2 separate regions of the Mus musculus genome follow, and region 1 is linked to region 2. The links are chromatin contacts, called in public Hi-C maps. All regions are on one chromosome and are shown on one strand. The core of a region is the stretch at or near the end of the contact, and the rest is flanking DNA. Distances in the headings are between cores, read along the strand shown. Region 1 overlaps Ext1 (exostosin glycosyltransferase 1). Region 2 overlaps Ext1 (exostosin glycosyltransferase 1).

Region 1 (4,992 bases), core at 377-2,876, 170 kb after region 2:
GCTACTCTCTTCTTCTTACCTTTAAATAGTCGCCAGGAAACACCAGAGTCACTGTGTAGTACAGACTAAAACAGATTTTATCCCCTTTACCTCACCTTTTCTATAGCCCTCCCAGACACTTTGCCAAACCCCCTGGGAGACCCCATTCACTATCCAAATAGCCCCGTGAAATGAGTTTTCCTATCAATACCATTTTAACGGGTGACAAAAGTCAGAACTAGAGAAAACAAGTCACAGAGCACAAATACTAACCTGGGACAGAAAGCGACAAGCCTGAGGCTCAAGCCCAGCCCACTCTGTGAAAGCAAAGCTACACAATGACATCACAAAGTTTATTTGTTTGCGTGCCGTCTGTGGCTGCTTTGCAGATAAGGCAGCAGAACTGAGTAATTGGGACAGAGATTCAACTGCAAAGCTGCAAATGTTAACTGTGTGGCCCCTTGTGCAAAGTCTACCAAGCCCTAATCCATGCTATTCCAGCAAAATGAAATGATGATGCTACCAAACTTCTGAAAGGCTCGATCACACCATACCCAAAGTACAGGGTTTCCAACTGCACATAATTGTGTAAATGACCTTAAAACCCTATCGAAAGCCATCTACCTTCTGTTTGTGAATTGTAAGTCAAGCCTGGCATTACTAAATGCCTCCTTAGTCTAGCTCCCATTTAGAGATGAATATGCTCAGAATATTAGAACTATTTATTGCTTACAGAACTATCTGGTAATAAAAGAAATTGCTCTGTTGGTCAAACTACAAAAGAAAGATTTACTGATTTCCTATGCAGAGTTATGCACAGACCTAAGCAAAGGAGGAAGGAAGCTCGATTTTGACATAAAGGACAGATGGGACAGTAGCTGTGGTGGGAAGCCTTGTGGCAGTGCATCCTTAAACCACTGCAAGTTTGATATTGTGACATACTACACTATCCCCAAGTGTACAATCACAGCGTGTGTGTAATCGCATGGCATGTGACACTGCACTGCGTACACTAACACCAAAAGAACTTTACCCAGAGCCCAGTTCTCACCCCCTTCCCTTTTAACAATCAGCCTTCCATGCTGCCCATGTCTGATTGCCGCTGAAACTGACAGCCACAGTTCCACACTCCCACCCATCACCACATGTGTTCCAAACATGCTCCAAATGCCTTCTCTTCAGTTGCTGCTGCCTTTAAGCAAAGACAATCCCCCTCTCTCTGGCCTAGAGGTTTTCATCTTTGTCTTGCATAATTAGAGTGTCCGTTAGGCTTGCCATTCTAATCTACTCTCAGCCACAGGTCATCTTATCCACGCCTATGTCTAACTTTGTATTCAGATACCTTCACAGCTCTTCATTGACTGTCAAATTAAGAGAAACCTTGTGATTTCAAGGCCAATAGAACACCCTTAGGCCACCAGTTACTGACACATTCAGCTCACTGAGGTAAGCCTTGAAGGTCTGATGAGAGCTTCCAGTGGCACACTGAACATGGCTGCTGTCACTGACCAAGCCTTTGCCCTGAGCCTGATCACTGGTGTGCTCTGAAGAAGCACAAATTCATCAGGACCCCACTGAGAGACAGATGGGCTCAGGAGCCAGGTCTGAGTACTACTCTAGGGGGTATAATGCTGGACAGGAACCAAGCCAAGGGGAGACCAGGGCCACATTCTTCCCATTTCCTCTCTGTCACTGCTGACACGGAAGTCCTTAATCCTCTGTCCCTCTGAAGTGACTCTTAGAAAATTAAACCTGGAATTACATTTATATACTTCCCTTCCAAAATTGAAAACTCCCGGAGGGCAGTGGTCTAGTTTTATTAATCTGTAAACCTCCTCAAATACTGAGCCTGGTACCCAGCTGGAGCTAAATGAAGAACAAAGGGACATTTCCCGGTGCAGGAAGTATAATGGAGGAATGAAAAAGAAAAGATCGCTCAGAAAATCCATCAACAGAAGACCCCCAAGAGGTCTTTCTTTGTGGTTTGTTTATACCCCAACATATATTCCACCAGGACTTCCTGAAAATAATTCTGAAGAAACAAAGACCATGAAAAATTAGCTGCCACATTTGGAATAGTGAGTTTCTGTGGGGGAGGGGTAGAACCTACAGGCATGGCCACATAGAGGGACCAGATTTCCTGAGAAGATTAATTCATTTGACTCCAAAAATAGAAGGAAGCAGCAGGCTTGAACCCCGGCACTAGAGTAACATCGCCTGGGGAAATTTCAAATCCCAACCTGACCCCATGCCAAGGACAATATCAGACCAACTGAGTGTACCCCTCTGGGGGTGTGCTCAGACTCATGTGTTTTTAAAGCTGTCCAGTGAGTTCCAATACGCCATGATAAGACCTAATGGAGAAAAAGAACCATCTTAGAACCCTGGCGCCACCCAAGACTCAGAAAACCTTGGACTAAATCCCTACCCCACCCCCCATCCTTTACTTTAACCTCAGCCAGTCCCTTGCTCGCTGCTCTTCCTCAGTTTCCCCTCCTTTGAAATGGAATCACAATAACCGTTCATCTTTTTTTAAGTACTAGATGCATATATACATGCATACATAAGAAGCATCACAAAGATAAATCCAGAGACTTACATGCACATACACACACATCAACTATATATATCAAATGGGCAATGATTGACAACAATTGTTCTGTAAGTTGGGAACTGAAAGGTAATCAATATAGAAAATTCTTAATAATTGGCAGGCTCTTTTCCTGGTTGTATGATTATTTTCCTATTCACAATAATCCATGGATCCTGGATTAATCCGGGAGCCTTTAAGGAGAGAGAGAGAGAGACCCCCAGCTTCTCTATACTGACTTACCTATGACTGTCAGAGGATAGCTTGACCTGCTAATAGGACATTATCTGTTATTTATCTCAAATTCAATTTTACTTGGATGTCTTGAATTTTGCTCTGTGAAGTCTGTCGGGCCTTCACTCACCTGTCATCTAGATTTAGGCTAAAATTGTCAAAGCCTGAGTCTAGTCCACAAGGGCACCACACTCCTTTAAAAGAAAATCGAAGTCAAGTACCTAAGATCTTGACCATTCTATTTCTTGGAAGTCAGTAGACATGCTGCTGCAACTCACAAGCAAGCAACCAGCCAGCATGCAGACCCAGGCAGGGCAAGGCAATGTTCAGAAGAGAACTTGGAACAGGAGGAAACTATTCGAGGCCAAGAGGACAAGAGGAGAAAGCTTTCCTAAAGTGACCTCTCGGCCTCAGTCAGTCGGTGCATAAATCAAATGGGGGGAACACGTGAGTAGAAACTCGTGCCCCCTGGGCAGAAAGTGTTCCAACCATCCCACCAGGCAAAGGCTCAGCTGTAGATTATTTACTCCTGGAATGACGTGATGCCAAACCCGAGAACCGTGTCCCAGGCTCTGAGCATCCTCTGCCTCCAAGGTCTGCAAGATAGATCCTGATTCTCTGGGGTTTTTGTTCGGCTGGGTTGTGTTTTAGCTGTTTCCTTTTTATTGTGCTTTAACTTTTCATTTCCAAAAGAGCTAAATTGATACCAACCTTTCTTGTATTTTTTTCCACACTTAGAAGACAGAAAGAGTTCTCATGGAAAAGACATCTTGAAACCCATTTCACAAGATGTTTATTCAGAATGCCCAGAACCAGATCCCTGGGGAAAAGCTAAATTCTGAATTATACCTAGTCCCCTAAGATTAAAAACACCGTTGAAGATGTTTAGAAGCATTAAGAGCCAATGAGTCAGCTAGTTCTGTAAGAGCTGGATTAAATTGGCCACTAGATTGTTCATTGATTATCACAAACAGCCAAAGCCCTCCTACAAAGGCATGTTTTCCAGTTCACTTGGCTAATCCCTTCTCAACAAGGATCCAAGGAATGAAAATTATTTACCCAATGGCAAGCTGCAGAAATTAATCACACCCAAGCACCATGCTGGCAGCCAAACACAACCTATAAAATAATTCCAGACTATCATCAGAAGCCAATAATGAGAACTGAAACTTAGCTTCCCGCTCTTCCTCCCTCGGGAGACATCCAGGGGCATAAAAGGGTACAAGCAACGCTTTTTGCCATTTAGACGCAACTATCTCAGACCACTAGATCACATGAAAACACTATTTTTAAAGAATAATACGAGATATATTTTTAACAGCAAGAGAGGAAGAGAAAGACAAGAAAGGCCAGAGGACTCAACATTCATTCAGAGAGAGGGAGAGAGAGAGATTGATTCACATGTAGAAGCACTTAGCCCCTGCATGGCCCTCAGTTTCTGAGCTATAAATATACTAGGGACCTAAGTGGAGCTGATACAATCAGATCCCCCCTATAAACAAGAGAAAGTAATTCACTGGACTTTACAAGCAGCAGACTCACACAACAGCCTAGGACTCAAAGCAGACCTTGGCAAAGTTCCCACACTGCAAGGTGGCTAAGAAAACATGGGGAAAGGCAGCAGAAAGGACTAGGAGGAGGTCAGGAGGACAAGAAATGCCCATCATGGCACCCCGCATCTCTGAAGCAGGCTGCTTGAACAGTACTCTTACAAGGCTGCCAGGCAGGAAAGGAAGAGCAAAGGGGGAAAAACATGGTCACTTAAATCAGGAAGAAGGGAGGCGTCCAACTGCAGTTTCTGTAGAGAGACTGAAGAACTGCCAACGCACCTTCATCTTCATGTGGCGAAGCGTTTTCTTGCCTGCCAGTGGCTAGACGTGCAGTCTAGCAAGCACCTCAGCCTAACGAGAAACATTTAACAGGGGAAATAGCCCTGGAGACTGAGGCCAAGGACTCCGAAGACTGGAGGCAAGATTCTTCCTGACTTAGGCTCCCTTCAACCTCTCAAGCAATCTCCCTGCTCCACCAGCTCCCTACTGCCCCAGTCACTGTCACTCACACAAGGTCAAGACTAGTTCTACAGAGACTCATCTCAACAAAAAGCCCACTGACACCGAATGCCACCAATTTGGTGACGGTGAGGGAGCTGTGTGTGTGTGTGTGTGTGTGTGTGTGTTTGTTTGAGAGAG
Region 2 (5,299 bases), core at 1,486-3,985:
GAATGTCAAATGTCTCACAACAGGCCCAGTTTCATTCCACCATCCCCTAATTGCTCCTTGTGGATCAGATGCAAGCTCTCAGCTACTGTGCAATCTTTGTCTGCCTGCTGCCATATTCAATGCCATGATGGTCATGAGTTCGCCCTATAAAACTGTAGGCAAGTCCTTATGGTGTCTATTCATAGAAAGGTAACTGAAAGAAATATTTTCCATTGCAACTTTTAAGCACGCTCAGCCCATGAACCTTTTTCTCTTTTAGATTCTATGGTTGAGGAATTCATGAAATACTGAGTTGTTTCAAGAGAACGGATGATGATGACCTTAGTTGGGCCAGTTACTGGCTTCACTTGGGGCATTTCCTGCTTTGGAATTCTTTAACTCGGTCTCCTGTGATGCTCTCTTGCTTCACTGAACCTGAGCATATATTCATGTGTCCTTAAAAAAAAAACACTTCTGATGATACTGTCACATTCAGACAGACACTATCCAAAGGCAGTTGCTTTATCTGCCCAAGATTGAACCTAATTGATAAGATTTAAAATCTCAAGCGGGACAGTGAAGGCATATGCCTTTAATCCCAGCAGTGAGGCAGAGGCAGGCTGATCTCCATGAGTTCAAAGCCAGCTGGTCTATAGAACTAGTTCCAGGACAACCAAAACGAAACAGAGAAACCCTTTCTTGAAGAAACAAACAAACAAACAAACAAACAAACAAACAAAAAAGGCTGTAAAATCTCTTAAAGTCATCCCCATCACCAGAGAAAACTAGAATCATCACTCCAGTGTGACATAGCCAGACCCTGTGGAATTCTCTCCCCAAACCAACACTTTATTAATGAAAAAAAAAAAAAAACCCAACAGTTTGATTTAAACTTTCTTGAGTAGTGCCAAATGCATAAGACAGAGGGATGGTGTGTGTGTGTGTGTGTGTGTGTGTGTGTGTGTGCGCGCGTACAAGGTCTGAGAAAATCTCCCCAGCCTTCGGTGACTGGCATCTATGTCATGGCTTGTCTCATTATACAGGTTTCTATCTCTGCCTATGAGAACTCAACTCTAGAAGCTCCTTCCTGGAAGGGAAAAAGACAATCTCCTGAAGCAGAAATACTTTCAAATCATCCATCTCCTAAGAAACTTTGTCTAAAACCATGGCCCTCTACTTTCCGAAGTCTGTGACCCTTTAATATAGTTCCTTATGTTGTGGTGACCCTAAACATAAAGTTATTTCATTGCTACTTCATAACTGTAATTTTGCTACTGTTGTAAATTATAATGCAAGTATATTATATGTGACCTCCGAAGGGTTTGAGGCCCACAGGTTGAGAAACACTGGTCTAGACTATGGAAAAAACACTTCTGATACAACAATAAGAGAATCCAATGTAAACATGGGCTAACAATTTGAACTGATATTTTTCCCAAAGAAAATGAATAAAGCACCAAGAAGAACACAGGAAGATACTGAGTATCGTTAGTCATTGAAGGAACGGAAATCAACCCAAAACACAAGGAGGTGCCACTTGCTCCCTGCAGGACAGTGTATGATCTAAGAGGACACATGAGAACAAGCACAGATAGAAACATGGAAAACAAGAAAAACAAGAGCTCTTCCTTGGGGGCTACAATGAGAGGAAAATGGTAAGGCTGTTTTGGGGACAATCTGGCAGTTCCTTCTCAAACTAAAAATGGACTTTTCATATGACCCAGCACTGTACTTAGGCATTTATCCCAGAGAAATGAAGGCATTTTTACATAGGAGAACTGTCCACAAATGTATACACTGGATACCCTTCCAAGTATGAATGAGGCAAGATTGTGGTATACACATAGCCTAGATCACTTCTCAGATGAATAAAACATAATGAAGTAAAAGAACACGGATCAAACTACTTAAGTACACAAGGACCTCGAGGATGCTAATGCCGAGTCCAAAGCCACCCTCTAAAGGGTACACACTACATTGCTCCATTTTCATAACACTTGTGACAGCATATAACGACGGGGCCGGAGAACGGAGTAGTCGCTACCATTGGTTAGAGGTGGGGGAGACAGACTTTATAGGTCAAGTGGGGAGACAATCTTCTAAAGTAGACCAGTTCATCTTATTAAGTCAGGAGATGTAAGACATGCTATAATCACATACAACTTAAAACACACACACACACACACACACACACACACACACAGTGAGACAGGAGAGGTATCAACTGCTTTCAGAGAATTTGCAGCTTCAGCTGGTAAACCAGTTGTCTCCCCTTTGTGGCATTACAGTCCACACTCCAGAGGTAATGATGCAGGAGATAGAAGAGCCTTTCTAAGTGGCTCCACAGAAAATGTGCAATAAAAACGACATGACCCTGACTTTAACCTGGAAGCCAGTACCATGCAATAGGTATAATAGTTTTCTTCCTAGAGTTGTACTGAATAAGGTACAGAATATAACCCCATTTCAGATATGCTATGGAATGTTATTTGAAGTCTTCCCTCACCACATAAGATGACTCACTAATAGTGAGTCAGTGTGACTAGGCAAGGGAGACAGAGTGGTTCATACCATTCCACCAAGTGTTGTCCCTGCCACTTGTATCACCTGTGGTACCAGGGAACTGCACAGATCTCAGGATCACCCAGGCCTGCTGAATCCAGAACTCTTGGGAAAGAGCCTTGGATTCTATGTGAGTCCATTGTAATGCCCAGTACATTTTGTGCAGCAGGGAACTGGTAGCTAAAAACTTAGTAAACAAGAGCTCAGTGGTCAAGCAGCCAAACCTGGGTTCACAGTCTATGCTTACCATCCACAAACTGGGCAATCTTGGGAAATACTAATTTGTCTGGGCTTAGTTTCCTGGTTCATCCAAAGGGGTTGATCCTTCTACTGACCTGACCAAATGATACATTCTTTTCTTTTTCTTTTTAATTTCTTTTCTCCCTAGACAGGGTTTCTCTGTGTAGCCCTGGCTGTCCTGGAACTCACTTTGTAGACCAGGCTGGCCTTGAACTCAGAAATCCGCCTGCCTCTGTCTCCCGAGTACTGGGATTAAAGGTGTGCACCACCACGCCCGGCTTCCAAACGATACATTTTAATTAAAGTACAGCACCTTATGAGCATTTCTGCAAAAGATAGCTGTAATCACTTCAGCTGAAGGGAGCCAGCAGATTATCAGAAACACAGGCAGCTGTCAATGAGGAGACCTGGGCTGAAGAATCTGGAGTGTGGCTCTCCTGCGAGACCCCCATGCACATCTCTTAGCTTCTGTCAGTCTCAAAGCTGTGAAGCTCAAATGAAATTATGTACATGCAGTATAATCAGGAAAGTAGTATGCAATTGCAGGTTATTATGGCAAATTATATCAGAAGGAATGGAATAAACATTTTTTAAAAACTACCAACAATGAAAAAAACAAAAAAACAGTTTTGCAAAGACAGCCAAGAGACAAACGAGGAGCAGACCCGTTAAAAGAAAATGAAAGCAGAAGCCGCAGCTCCCCACACAGCAGCAGTGTGTAGTTTAAAAGCTTTCTCCTCATCAGAAGCTGTACAAGGAAGGAAGCCGCTGCTGTGGCTTGCTGTCTTCCCAGGGTTCCCACAGATCCTCTCTCACAAGCACGTTGGCCAAATGATCCTGCTTTTTCGCTAGCCACAGTGGACAGGCAAGAAGCCAGCAATGAGCCTCTAATCTTCAGACTCACACAATTCCAGGCTGCCTGAGGTGATAGTTTGTCTCGAGTATTTACTTATGAACTGGGTGAACATCACAGCTGCTCTTTTTCTGCCAGCCCCGTCCCTTCTAAGTAATGATTCTTCTCTGTTTATACCCAGATTTGAGTCACATCTCTTATGAAAAAAAATCAGAAAGCTAATACTTGGGGTGGCTGAAGTTCCAGAGTGCCCTGTGATGAGGAAAAGGAAATACAGACTAGTGCATCTCTGTTCTTGGATGAGTGTGTGAGTGCGTGTGTGCCATCCACATGTTAGGTCCGTCTTAAGAAGATCGTGGTCCAGTGAAAACACTGTGAAGTTGTCAGATGTTCATATGGAAGCGGGGGGGGGGGGGCAGGGAAGATAAGGCATGGGTGGCTACAGAAGGCATTGGTGAGGAAGATGAGAACAGGGATGTGTATCTCGAAGATTTCCAGGACTCTTTGCTAAGCACTGATGACGGAGCAAGAGCTACAAACACTGGAAGATGGGCATTTCTAGGCTAATGGTAGTCCATCAGGATCAAAGGGTCCATGGGGAGGGAAAACACCCAATTTGGAGTGGGTCAGGAATGGTTAAAGAGCTCAGGGCAGGGGGAGGGGGTTAAGGAGATGATAAGCTTGCTACCTCCTGGAGCTCAGACATTATTCCATGAGAGTGAATCTGAGTCACTGAAGAACTCAAGCGAAAGAATGACAGGATCCCAGAAGTATCCCACCAACCATACAGCTCAACTTCATGGGCAGAGGTGAAATGCTGAAAATGTAAGAAGGCCCCAACTCTTTTCTTTAAACAATGCTGCTTCTGGTCAGCCCACATGGCGTCATATGTCTGAAGACATACAATTCTCATTAAGAAAATTAGTGAGCAGTTCATCTCTGACCTCTTCAACGTGCAACTGCCCTTTGTAGGACTCTCTCCTCAAAACTTCCCTCCAGGTGACTTGTGTGTGTGTGTGGGGGGGGGGGGCATCCTCTGTTGTTTTCTAAGCCTGTTTCCGATACCCTTTCCTAAGTCCAGATAAAATGTTTAAAATTTCAATTACTTTTGAGAAAAGAAATCTTAAAGGTCAGGACATGGGATCGCACAAAATTGATCCGTGGCACTGACTGAACTGAGAAACGTGAATTGGGAGTTGGAAAATGGTTCCAGCTGGCCACTGTACTGTCTGGGTTCTTTTGACAACATGGCACAGAGAAGTATGGGTCCCAGGGGTCATGGAGGATCTGTTGGACTTGTGGGAATTGCTGGCTGATACACACCCACAAGTGTGCACAAAGCTGAGCTGCTTCATACACGTCAATCAGTTCTTCAAATACGTGGAACTGCACTCTGAATGTGATCGATCAGAGTGGCGACAGTCTTAGGGAAAGCCAGCAACTCCCCTGCAGTAAAGGTTGCTACTTAAAGGTGGTGCAATTCCTTGCCCTGAATATTCAACAGGCAACCAACCCACCAGTCACAAGCTATATCAAAGGTATCACTTCCTTTGTGATCTCGGTGTGATGTTGCCAATTCTAGGCTCTCCATTGCAGACAGGATGTTTGTACAAAACCAAGGGCAGACAACTTACATGCATTCTTTCATACTTCCTGGCTTCAAAC

Evidence for each region. A called contact is a pair of places that touch in the nucleus more often than the background predicts.
Region 1: a contact with region 2 is called in a Hi-C map of cerebral cortex, with 1.7 times the contacts expected there. The contact joins two enhancer-like sites. A contact is called at or near these places in 1 of 15 datasets of contacts at CTCF or cohesin (the NIH/3T3 cell line), 4 of 484 Hi-C or Micro-C datasets (the N1E-115 cell line, cerebral cortex and liver), 2 of 115 datasets of contacts at active chromatin or transcription factors (embryonic stem cells and extraembryonic endoderm stem cells) and 1 of 9 other capture datasets (adipose tissue).

Annotation. Positions count from the first base shown.
Region 1 is chr15:53,282,270-53,287,261 of GRCm38.p6, forward strand. All of the region lies in intron 1 of Ext1 (exostosin glycosyltransferase 1), which reads right to left. Among named protein-coding and RNA genes, the nearest start is that of Ext1, 61 kb to the right of the region's middle. Within about 2 kb of position 1,627, at least 36 of the 459 cell types and tissues checked have an H3K27ac peak or open chromatin away from gene starts, as enhancers often do. A contact at or near this core is called in cerebral cortex and liver, where this site is marked.
Region 2 is chr15:53,110,411-53,115,709 of GRCm38.p6, forward strand. The region is part of intron 1 of Ext1 (exostosin glycosyltransferase 1); the gene reads right to left. Among named protein-coding and RNA genes, the nearest start is that of Gm41323, 180 kb to the left of the region's middle. Within about 2 kb of position 2,736, at least 126 of the 459 cell types and tissues checked have an H3K27ac peak or open chromatin away from gene starts, as enhancers often do. A contact at or near this core is called in cerebral cortex and liver, where this site is marked.